2 separate regions of the Oryzias latipes genome follow, and region 2 is linked to region 1. A link is a contact called in public Hi-C data. All regions are on one chromosome and are shown on one strand. The core of a region is the stretch at or near the end of the contact, and the rest is flanking DNA. Distances in the headings are between cores, read along the strand shown. Region 1 holds the start of myo9b (unconventional myosin-IXb). Region 2 overlaps myo9b (unconventional myosin-IXb).

Region 1 (6,588 bases), core at 632-3,131:
TTTCCCTGGTCTGAGCTGGAATCTGGATCTAAACGGTACGGATGGATGGATCTGATATTGCTACCATTTTGATTGCTATGGCAATGCTAGGTGGGGGTTGATAGACTGTATATGAGAACTGCACTGAGCGATCCCTCCCCAACAGCCAAAATCCCATATCTATAGAGAAATAAACAGCTGTTACTCAGTTATTCAGAATAACCATTCATGCTCTGGTACTTCTTTAACATGTTCTTGATAATCCTCTTCTTTATCATATTTTTTATTGCTTGTTTTCTAAGTTAAAAGCTAACCAATCAGATGCCTCAATAAAAGCATCCTGTGCCCGTTGGCCCCCACCTTTCAGTGGAAGGGGTGTGGACAAGCTTTCTTCTGATTTGGTGACAGTAGATGCCATAGAAACCAGTGGATGACCAACCAGTGGTCAGCTGGCTCCAACATGGCGACGACCGTATGGCGGAAAAAAGGTGACTGAATTGGCCTCATTTTGCTGGAGCCAGAAGGAAAGCACGCTTTATGGATGACGTCACACTCGCCTGGTCCAGTTCTCTCTTATATAGTCAACGGTTCGGGTGTGAGGGGCTGTAAGCATGTGGGACAGTAAACAGATGGATGACGGGAAGCAGGGGTGGGCTTACTCCGTGCCAACAGCCCCATCCGCAACTCAGAGGTGCATATTTCAAGGACCTTCTGCAGAAATGATGTCCAAGAAAACCACAGGTTTTTATGATTTCAGCTAAAAATGGTATAATCCTAATTAGGGAACCAGATCCAAAGTTGATCAGAGAGGGACTCAAAGTGACAGTCAACTGGACAAACTGGACTAATTTTAATGTATGTGTTTACCTCCATACATGACTTCATTACTGTAGGAATATGAGGAAATACCTGATAGTTCATTGAAATACTGTCAGATACTGTCAGGATCCAGTTTTTTTATTTTACTTTTTACTAAATGTTACTCATCTACTGACTAAAGTCTCATTTCCTCTGTTGATGTTTTAATAACTATGACATCAGGGTAAACCAGAGAAACCCAGTCCATCAAGCTGCACCCAGACACACATATTGCCCCATGTGGGGTAGATCACGGGGTCATTGTGTGCCTTTATGGTCCCAACACCAACAGGAACAGTCCAGGTTTGGTGCAGATTACAGCCGGGACCGGGACCGGGACCGGGACCTTCCCACCGTGCGTCACTGACCAGCAGACTGGACCGTCATCGCACCGACAACCTCCGGGATCGCCCCGAAGATCTAAGCAAAGCTACTTTCAGCCACTTCCTAGAGCAGACCGGGCTCTGAATGCCGCTACTTATTTCCGCATAAACTGCACATTTCTATGAAATTCTACAGAAAAGAAAACTAGAAGCTTTTTTTCACCGACATACCTTCTTCTACGGGTCGTTGTCTCATTGTCCTGCTGGAGTCCTCGGTTCTGCCCGCGACCGTTGGAAACTATATAAAAACGCTTTCAGAGCCGGTCGGAGCGTCTCCCGGGTCTCCGCTCCTCCGTTGACCGAAGGCTGCCTCGTCCCAAACGAAGAAGTCCCGGGAGAGTCACACAAAGCTCGGTGTTGTCAAGCTGGAGGGTCGCTGGAGCCAACACCGAGGCGGCCGGGGGCGAACTCGCATCCTTTCCGTTGAGGGAAAATGTCAGACGAAGTCGTTTCCAAAGAAAAGACTAAAAAAGGACGGCTTTAAAAACAGCTGAATGTTTCCAACCAGAAATCGCTTCCACCGGCTAACCGGCGCTAGCCTGCCGCTACTTCCCTTCCGCTCGTCCTAATAACAGCGGCGGACAAAAAGTTGAGGAAAAGGCAGATTCTGAGCAATGACGGCGCCCTGTTGCTGGGACGCGTAGGTTAGAGGACAGCGCCCCCTGGAGGATCATAGCGGTACTGAGACGCGTTAGTTACAGGACAGCGCCCCTTCAGGATCATAGCGGTACTGAGACGCGTAGGTTAGAGGACAGCGCCCCTTCAGGATCATAGCGGTACTGAGGCGCGTTAGTTACAGGACAGCGCCCCTTAAGGATCATAGCGGTACTGAGACGCGTCCCCTTCTGTTACAAAAAACATACCAATAAACATTTTTGGTTCATAATTGTACTGTTGAATAGCTTCAAATCAGTAAATATTACGTTCTTAAATAATACTCTATGCTTATATGCATTTATCCAACTAAATTGAAGCTTTAAAAACATAAATAGAACCTTTAAATCGTTTAGTAGTAATAGTAGTAATATTTATTGGTCTAACTTCATATAAATGTTTTTAAAGTAAGGCTCAAAACCTCCCTTTTTAATCTAGCTTCTAGCTGAAATTTCGAAATATATTTATTTGATATAAATTCTTTAATGTATTCATGATTTTTTTCTACTCATTTGATTTGATCTTTTTATCTATTTATTGCAATCTTAGTGACTTATATCCACCTATTCAGGTTTGTTTATTAATTTTATTTGCTTACTTTTTAGAAGAGTGACGACTGATCAACTTAATCAATTAATCAATTGCATTCCTACGATCCAACCAGATCGATCTGTCTGAGGCAACTTACAAATCAATTCAACCAAACTGATAAACTGATAAGCGATGTGGGAAAATACCATCTGGACTGAGGTACAGCAGGATTATTGTTAAAAAACCACCAATCACAGCAGACAACACGTGTGATGTCATCAACACGGATCAGTCCATCATTCCAGTCCAACGTGTGGACAGACTGTGAATAAAGTCATGTGACCATCCAGTGTCTAGAATGTTCTAAGAATGTTCCCTTTGGATTCTTTGGATGTGGAAAAACAACAGTGGTGAACTTTAGGAAACTAACATGTGAATGGATTTGACATTCATTCTAGTTTACTGGTTGGTTTGGACACAGATTTCATTAACTTGATGATCTGGAAGAAATCCAAGAATCTGGAAAACTGTTCAGTAGCAGGAATTTCTGTCTGAGTCTCACTGCTGGAAGTTTGGATGAAGAGGATCTGGATCCACTTTAGGTCAGAGGATCTGGATCCACTTTAGGTCAGAGGATCTGGATCCACTTTAGGACAGAGGATCTGGATCCACTTTAGGTCAGAGGATCTGGATCCACTTTAGGTCAGAGGATCTGGATCCACTTTAGGTCAGAGGATCTGGATCCACTTTAGGACAGAGGATCTGGATCCACTTTAGGTCAGAGGATCTGGATCCACTTTAGGACAGAGGATCTGGATCCACTTTAGGTCAGAGGATCTGGATCCAATTTAGGTCAGAGGATCTGGATCCACTTTAGGTCAGAGGATCTGGATCCACTTTAGGACAGAGGATCTGGATCCACTCTAGGTCAGAGGATCTGGATCCACTTTAGGTCAGAGGATCTGGATCCACTTTAGGTCAGAGGATCTGGATCCACTTTAAGTCAGAGGATCTGGATCCACTTTAGGTCAGAGGATCTGGATCCACTTTAGGTCAGAGGATCTGGATCCACTTTAGGTCAGAGGATCTGGATCCACTTTAGGTCAGAGGATCTGGATCCACTTTAGGTCAGAGGATCTAGATCCAATTTAGGTCAGAGGATCTGGATTCACTTTAGGTCAGAGGATCTGGATCCACTTTAGGTCAGAGGATCTGGATCCACTTTAGGACAGAGGATCTGGATCCACTTTAGGTCAGAGGATCTGGATCCACTTTAGGTCAGAGGATCTGGATCCACTTTAGGACAGAGGATCTGGATCCACTTTAGGTCAGAGGATCTGGATCCACTTTAGGTCAGAGGATCTGGATCCACTTTAGGTCAGAGGATCTGGATCCACTTTAGGTCAGAGGATCTGGATCCACTTTAGGACAGAGGATCTGGATCCACTTTAGGTCAGAGGATCTGGATCCACTTTAGGTCAGAGGATCTGGATCCACTTTAGGTCAGAGGATCTGGATCCACTTTAGGGCAGAGGATCTGGATCCACTTTAGGACAGAGGATCTGGATCCACTTTAGGTCAGAGGATCGGACAGTTTAAAATGAATCAATAATGACTAGGAATACTATCGTCAACCACATATTATGATGGGAATTGAATTGCTGTTAACATGAATCGTTCCACCCTATTACCTATCCATCCATCCACCCTACCTTCCTACCCGCCTCTGGTTTTTAACTGAATTTTGTTTTTTAAATTAAAAAATGCTTTTACTATGTAAAGCACTTTGTGTTACATAAGTATGAAAAGTGCTTGATTTGAATTCATTTGATTTGTGTGCATTCAATATGCAGTTCTGTGCACGGGAATCTAGCACTTTCAACAAGAAATACTTTAAAAACAGAAATAACTGTTGTTTGATGTTTTTTACAAAATGCAAAGTGAGCAAACAAAAGAAACATGAAAATCAAGTCAATGTCACGTGTTTCCACCTTTGTCATCAAACTAGCATCAGTTCTTTTAGGTCAAGTTGCACAAAGCCGGGATTTCGTATGTTAATTGTCAGGTGATCAACCAGGTATAGCAAACAGGTGCTTATGGTCATCCATGACCCACAAGTGGAATTCAGTCATGAACTGAAGCAGAAGCAGATGTGTGAAAGGAGCGGCTAAACTCTGCTGAAAGACAGTTTCTGCCGCATCAGCAACATCTGTAGCAGAGAAGAATTTCACAGCAGACTGAGCTTTTCAGATGTTAAAGATCTTTTGAAGATGCATTAACCCTTGTGCTATCCTAGGCACTTTAACAGTGGGAGTTGGGTCATCTAGACCCACTAGGCCACATGTGTCAAACTCAAGGCCTGGGGGCCAAATGTGGCCCTCCATGTCATTTTCTGTGGCCCGCAAGAGCATAAAAGTTTTTAATTTCTTAAAATAAAATGAAAAATTGGTGTGTATTTATTCATATCTAGGGGGAATTGTACTTAAACTATCGGATTGGGCAACTAACCTTTAGGACTTAAACACTGTCCATGTAACCTAACCTAACAGAATCAAATGTTAAAGGATTTATGCTAAAGTAACAAGCTAACATTTGTTTCTATGCAACTGTAATTGTCACTTCAAAAAGTTATAATGAATAAATAATGAGTTATTTCACATTAAGGAGTAGTTACTTTTATTTGTCAGTACAAGTTAGTTACATGTATAAGTCAAATCTGGCCCTTTGAGGACAGCCGCTATGCTGATGTGGCCCTCTGGGAAAATGAGTTTGACACCCCCGCACTAGACAGTGCTCTGACCCTTTTTCTTCAGTGATTTGTGATCTTCACTGGTGTCCATGGATTACATGAAATCTTTCCACCTTTATCCACCTTTGTCATGGTAGTGAGAACACGTCAATGGAAGGGGGGGGGGGGGGTCATCTAAGATAGCACAAGGTTTAAGAAACACGGAGGAGCATGAAAACAAAAGAACCTCCATGCAGCAGAAGAAAGACACATCGAGCCTACAATGTCCGGGTCCATCAGAACCAGCAGGAACCAGTTGGATGCAGGCCCATCCTCTAACTTTCCAGAGAACTGTGGTCAGAGATGGTCTTCATAGAAAAGGTGCAGCCAGAAAAACAAACCTTTAACGTAGAAAGAGGCAGAGCGACTCAAGACTGCAGACGCTGGGATGCAGAAACACGGCAACAAGTGCTCCAGACTGACGAGTCAAGGTCTGAAATACAGAACTTTTCCAAAAGAAAAATAATCAAACACCATATTTTCATATTAATAAGCTGGAACCTTAATTTAAATACACATTACTACAATACAATTAACAAATACATACTTGAAATCTATGACTGTAAACAGTGGATCCTGAATCTAAATTCTATGAAAGTTGGATTTTTTAAAAGGAATTATAGAAATGAATACATTTTTACATGATATTCTACATTTTTGGAAAGAGTGTATATTTATAAAGTCTGTTTTCTGCTCCACTTTGCTCTGACAAACGAAGGGCTGCAATACCCCCTACAGCCACGCGGTGTCGCCCTTTAACCAACAAGAACGCCAGCATTTTTCAATGAAATCTTCCTGCACAACATGAAAATTAATTTAATCCATACTTTACAGTAATGTCAGACAAAGTACATTTTACATGAATTAAATTGAGCTTCATTTTGATAAATTGTGTCACTATGTGATTTAGTGTATTTACCTGACAATCAACACGAAAATAAGCAGTTTCCCTAAATATTTTAGTAATGAACGATAAATAGAACTCACATTCGCAGTTAATTAGTTCTAATGCGTGATTTATAACAGTTTAAGTTGTCATGTTTTCGCTGCACCAGCTTTGTTTGGAGGTTTGAATAAAGATGAGTTTCATATCTTTCACAGACTGAATGCTTTTATTTTCAAGTTTCCATTTTCTATCATCAATGAAATCTGCTTCATTAGTGCATGCACAGGTGAGAAACCCCCCAACCTGCTTTTTAAAAAAACATTCAGACTCTTGTTTTCATTTTCTTTTCCTCCCTCAACTCCTGCTGCCTTCCCTAAAATAGGAACTAAATGAAATTACCTCCTTAATAACATTTTCAGTCCAGCGTGGACTTTTGTCTTAAATTTAGAAGCATAACAAACAGCGTAAAGTTTGATGTCACTTCTAGCTAATTTTATTCCTTTGCTAAA
Region 2 (6,383 bases), core at 1,398-3,897, 35 kb before region 1:
ATCTTGAAATTCTCCTGTAAGAGTTAGAAGGTTTTCAAAATAAAAGCAGGAAAGCCAACACTGGCAAAGAAAAGGAACAGAAAAAAAACCAAGGCTGAAAAAGTGGGGAATCAAAAGAGGCGAGCAAACAAAGAGCGCCTTATTAGTATGCTGTCCACATGGAGAGAAGTAAGCCCAGGGACTATACAGCAGCTTATTCAGAGGCTTGGCGGCCTTCGTAAATACAAGTGCCACTCCAAATCAGCTGCAGGGCTACCTGAGGCCAAATCTACACAGCTCATCAGGTTGATGTTCACTGTCGAGACGCTTAAGGACAAACGAAATGAATCAAAGCGAATGATCCGAAATACTGAGCGGCCAGAGGAGACAGAATCATACCTGCTTGAGGTAGGAATATTCTTCAGGTGGCAGCAATTTGAATTCTTTCCTTTCTTCCTCTGAAGCACCCAAAAGCAGGTAATAAAACACGTGGTAGTTCCTGGAAAACAATGAAACACTTGTAACACTCGGTACGTCATTGAAAGGACTTACGGCAACGTAAGAAGCTTCCTGCACACAGGTTTAAAGACCATAAAAAACCATCAGGGATTTTTAACATGTTCTCGCAGCATTTTCTAATGGAGGACATTTATAAAAATATTTAAGATTAAAACTGTTTTTGAGTGTCCGGCTGGATGCCTCGAATATTGGGGTTGGAAGGGGCTGTAAGTCAGCAGGAGAGAGTGTAAACAAAGGGATGATGGGATGTCAGTGGAGGCTTACTTCTGCCACAATTTGGAGGCACATTTCTGAAGAACTCCTGCTGCTCTGCAGAAACTATGTCCTAGAAACCAACACAGGGTTTTTGGTTTTGCCTAAAAACAACAGAATCATAATTAAAGGACCACTGGGAACACTTCATATTAAAATGTGACTGAGTGGGACTTTAAAGTTCTTTTACGAGAGTGAAATAATAAATAATCAAACTGATCCGTTTGATGATATCCAACAAGGTGTTTCTACTATAGGAGTCTAATAATACACAAGAACAAGTTCTGCTAATTAAATGCAGGTAAACATGCTATAAAAGGCAATACAAGGAAAAATCAGTTCTGGGAGTTGATCATTTCAGTTTTCTGTGTGCAGACGGTGTAGGAAAGACACACAGGACTAATGAGTTTCCAGTTATCACTGACAAACAGCAGCAGTCCTGCTGAATGTGCAGCTGCTAGTGATTACAAAGACAAACTCCTGCAGATGGACCACTTTAGTCAGAAACCAAAGAACTTTACTGCGTTTGCCACCTCAAAACTCAAACTATTTTTCTACAAGGCAGTCACTAATTAAATTATAACTTCATTTAAAAATTAATAATCAACAATAAATGATTTACTGACACCTTTATGAGCCTTTAAGTGGTTCTAATGGAGATCCGTTTGTCTCTTGACTCTCAGAAAATGAAGATCAGTTCAAACATCATTTCTGTCTTTCCCTTTAACCAAAGACTAGATATTTGTTTGCGGATTAGTCATCCGAGTAGCTGCAGACTTGCAGTCTAGTCTCTAAGTGACTGATGTTAAAACAACACTTTGCATATTGTGAAAAAAGAGAGCAGAAACAAAACAAAGGAGGCAGCCTTCCAGAGGTGACAGACGATGAAGTCACTTCCTGTTACTGTTCTGTTTTTCAGTACAGATATCAAATCCTTACCTTAAAATGGAAAAACCCTCTCATGAACTATCTAGAACTTATATTGGTTTTTCTTCAATAAGATCATCTGCTGCTAGAGGTTACTTAGATCAGTGTTTTTCAACCTTTTCTGAGCCACGGCACACTTTGACCTTGACAAAAATCCCGCGGTACACAAGCATCCAAAAAAAAGAAAAGAAAAGGAGAAACTCATCAGTCTGTATTGATCTGCAGTCCCTCCATGATCTCACGTGCATTTTAGTGATAATTGTGACAGAAAAAGCTGGAAGCTGCAGCTGTTTTTTCTAAAAGATGTTAAGATGTTAAGTTAGAAGATTTAAAAACTGTTTGATGTGTTCGAGGAGAGACTCATTGTGCGCTAAGACGCTGTCACATTAACCCAATGCATCATGGGAGATGTAGTGATGGCAGACAGACTCATTGTTTTGTTCTCTTGTTCCACGGTCTCACACCGGATTCTGTGGAAAGCTACACCGCTAAAGAAGAGCTTTAGCTGGTATCAGAATAAAGAAGTGAAGACTTTAACCACTTCTGATTGGTCAGACTGATGACATGTGATTAAGCCTCCAAGAATGATAGGTGGAGATAGTTAAAGGGGCGGGACTTTTCCTAATACAGCTGAAGCTGTGGCTAAATCGCGGTACCGTCATTCTTATCAAAAATTTTTAATAGAATCAAATAAACACAAAGAAAAAAGTATTTCATGATCTATTCCTAACTACTCAGTGTGTTATCAGGGCCTGTTTGGATGAACACAGAGCTGAAATCCTGGAGATGGAAATGTTTTTAGATCAGTGAATGAGGGCAATTTCCCACTGGTTGAAAAACACTGACTTACAGTGTTTTTGTGTGTGGAGGTTGTAAAGTCTAAAGCCTAACATGTGAAAATCCCAGACTCCTGAGGGAAGCCCTTTGCTCATTAAGCTCAGTGTGGGTGAAAGGTCGAGACCCCCTCCTCACCTCTCGTTCTTCTCTCTGGAGACCAGGCGAGACTTCTCCAGGAGGTACTTCTCCACCACAGCGCTGAAAGGCAGAGAGAAGCAAAACACCGTCAGAATGTGTGCGACCGAGTGAAGGACAGCAGACGACGAAGGGACAGACAGAAAATGCAGCAAAAGGTCCAGATGTGGTCAGATGTTTACTGAAGCACATCACAGGCCATAAAGCCAGTCATCTACTGACCTCCACGGCTGAGACTTCAGAAGAAACCAAGGCCTCATTTCCATATCAGTCGTGAATTCAAACAAGAATACATCAGATTATATTAGTCTGATGTCTCTACAGCTAAACTGTTACCAGCCTTTCATAATGTGCTGAGATTAAAGCTCAGCTGTGAGAAGATCTGGCTTCATGAAGCCGCTATAAAAAGTGTCATCACACGAACCACTGCTAGTTTACATTCAGAGCCATTCTGGAGCAAAGTGTTAATTATGGTGCCACAGCCACAAACACAGAACCTGACACAAGTCATAATCTTCACACATCGACAGAAAGCTCAGACAATCAGTGATATTATGGGCTGTAATGAGAGAAAGAGTGAATAAATGAGTGGAAATAAAGCTGAACCTGCAGCTTGACTGGGTCTAAAACGGTCAGTACTTTCTGTGTAAAAGGCTTTAAATGATTTCAGATCAACAAAAACATCCCATCAGAATCCCCTTAACCCTCGCAAAGCATGATGGGATGGACATGAATGAACACCTGTGTAGATTTAAAGGTTTTAGTCCTAAAATTGGTCATCCATTGAAAAACAATCATATGTTTACAGAATCACAAATAATTCAATCTGCAATAGAAGCTAAATTAAAATAAGCAAATGAGAAGAACTGTGATCTCAAACAAAAGCTGTTAATCCTCAAAGCCAAAGACGGAATCATAAAAGGTGACGATGTTTGAGGAGGAAAACAGCACAGCAGTCCTCTCTGCAGAGGCTGCAGACACCAGCCGTCTTTGTTCAGTTCACAGAGCAGAACTCTGAGGCCATCACTATCTATCACTGACAGTAAGTCACAGAATGTTGACGACTGTCTTCGTTTCATTGACTCAGTTTAAGTTCAAAATGGAGGTTAAATTGCAGCTGAGTGAGACCAAGCACCACTTAGAATAATCACGCTCTATTAGGCGCTGATGTACCGGAGAAATTCTGAAACTAAAGGCCCGTACACACCGGGACAAATATTCGCCAGCGTTTTCCAACACGTTTTTTGTGTTCACACCCAGGCGATTTTCGACGATGAGCCGAGCGAACATGCAATTTCAATCCCTGACATTAGATGGCGCTTAATGTAAACCAGAAATACTCCTGTACACAAGGTGGCGCTGCGCAACTTTACGCTTCTTAAAGTCGCTTTTCACTCAGAAGAAGAGAGCAAGTATTTACGCGCTTGTCAGAATAATAAAGAAAACATGAATATTTCAATCACCAGTAGCTCCAGTTCCAGAGATGAAGAAATTATTGTTCTGTTGATGATGAAAGACGCCGGAAAAGACGCCGATTTTGGGTACATCCCATAGTTACGAGAAGAGAAGAACATGGGGAGTTTTATCGACTGGTACAAGAGCTGAAAATGTATCACGAGCGTTTTCTGGGATATTTTAGAATGTCCGTCAGTGAGTGCATCTTCTTCGTCTTATTTCTTTGCGGCAGTGTAGACGCTACTTGGCGTCTATCTTCTTCGCTGGTATGTGTGCTCAGCAAGGCAGTTTTGTGTTTGAGCGCCCCCAAGTTGTGTTTTACTGTAACTTCAGAAGCTCCAGACATGTGTGCAAAAGCGCCATTCTCATTGGTCGTTTAGTTTTTGACGTGGTGCGTCAAACCAAAAATACGAACCAGAGGCGTTTTTAAAAAATGACGCTTTGACACTCACATTGGTGCCCTTTGTTTAGTCACCAGGCGTTAAACGCCGGCAAATATCGCGCGCGAAATTCGTCCCGGTGTGAACGGGCCTTTAGAAGAGGATGAGGGATTGGTGGCACACAAGCTTTAAGGCCATCAAAGTCATTCATGTTCTCCACCATCATTTCTTTGAGAAACACATTGTTACACTTTCCTTAAGAGCAAACAGGGAAGTGACCAGGCTTAGCAGACTTTACAGCAGCTCCTAACTAGTCTGACTGCTCAGAAAAGGAAGAACATGAGTGGTTAAAGGTTTCGCCCCCCCTTGGGGCGATGCATGAGCAGAGAGTCATGTGACCTGTAGATCCTACAGATGCAGAGCGCCTTTACGTGTCACTGCATCCATCCATTCCAACTACAAACGTGTACCTGCAAACCATGACTCACCCTCGGACCACTCCGCTCTCCAGATAGTTCACCTGAATGAATTTGCCAAATCGACTGGAGTTGTTGTTGTGGGCAGTCTTGGCGTTACCAAAGGCCTAAAAAGACAAAAACACATCAACAAGAAGGAAAACAGAACAAACTTTTGAGAGTGATTGCAACATACAGATGATTTTCCTCATTATATTTAGAAACATATTGCTGTAATTTCTCAAAAATTCAAAGCAAGTGTTGAAAATATATAGAGGTATAACAATATACGACAAAAAGATGGGAGTTATTTGATCAGAGTCCCCTGAAACAAATGAGTTTGAATTTCTTGCAGCTTTCAAACAATGTTGACTGCAAACCGTCGACTTTGAAGCCATATAAGGAAGTCATCCTGTAGCTGGTTTAGTCCCAGCAACAACGATGAAGACGATGATAATGATTCTACCAGCAACAAATCTCTACAGCCACTGAGAACTAAAGAGGGAAGGGTTTGCTTCAGGCATCAGATGAAACTGCAAAGAGGATGTGCATTTGTGTGTCTGTATGCGTGTATGTGCCTGTGTATGTCAGTGTGGTTAAGTCGGCATCTGCAACTCATTTTCTCTTTGCACCCCCCCTCCCTTTGCTTACATCCATTTGCTTTCATGACCTTCTCCTGTGCGTCTGTTTGCGCACACATACACGTGTCTGTACACTCACACGTACACGTGTGTCTGTACACTCACACGTACACGTGTGTCTGTACACTCACACGTACACGTGTGTTTGTACGCTCACACGTACACGTGCGTTTGTACGCTCACACATACACGTTTGTCTGTACGCTCACACATACATGTGCGTCTGTACACTCACACGTACACGTGTGTCTGTACACTCACACGTACACGTGTGTTTGTACGCTCACACGTACACGTGTGTTTGTACGCTCACACGTACACGTGTGTTTGTACGCTCACACGTACACGTGCGTTTGTACGCTCACACATACACGTTTGTCTGTACGCTCACACATACATGTGCGTCTGTACACTCACACGTACACGTGTGTCTGTACACTCACACGTACACGTGTGTCTGTACACTCACACGTACACGTGCGTTTGTACGCTCACACGTACACGTGCGTTTGTACGCTCACACATACACGTTTGTCTGTACGCTCACACATACATGTGCGTCTGTACACTCACACGTACACGTGTGTCTGTACACTCACACGTACACGTGTGTTTGTACGCTCACACGTACACGTGCGTTTGTACGCTCACACATACATGTGCGTTTGTACGCTCACACGTACACGTGCGTTTGTACGCTCACACGTACATGTGCTTCTGTACGCTCACACATACACGTGTCTGTACGCTCACACGTACACGTGCGTCTGTACGCTCACACATACATGTGCTTCTGTACGCTC

Evidence for each region. A called contact is a pair of places that touch in the nucleus more often than the background predicts.
Region 2: a contact with region 1 is called in a Hi-C map of embryo, with 2.4 times the contacts expected there. The contact joins the enhancer-like site here to the promoter of myo9b in region 1. A contact is called at or near these places in 3 of 5 Hi-C or Micro-C datasets (embryo and fibroblasts).

What each region holds. Positions count from the first base shown.
Region 1 is chr4:32,601,075-32,607,662 of ASM223467v1, reverse strand. It overlaps myo9b (unconventional myosin-IXb), which reads right to left and starts at 1,881. Exons shown (of 43, transcript XM_023954632.1): 1 at 1,392-1,881.
Region 2 is chr4:32,637,050-32,643,432 of ASM223467v1, reverse strand. It overlaps myo9b (unconventional myosin-IXb), which reads right to left. Exons shown (of 43, transcript XM_023954632.1): 5 at 4,973-5,067; 6 at 2,650-2,712; 7 at 379-478; 8 at 1-14. Among protein-coding and RNA genes, the nearest start is that of use1, 22 kb to the left of the region's middle. Within about 2 kb of position 2,647, at least 2 of the 8 cell types and tissues checked have an H3K27ac peak or open chromatin away from gene starts, as enhancers often do.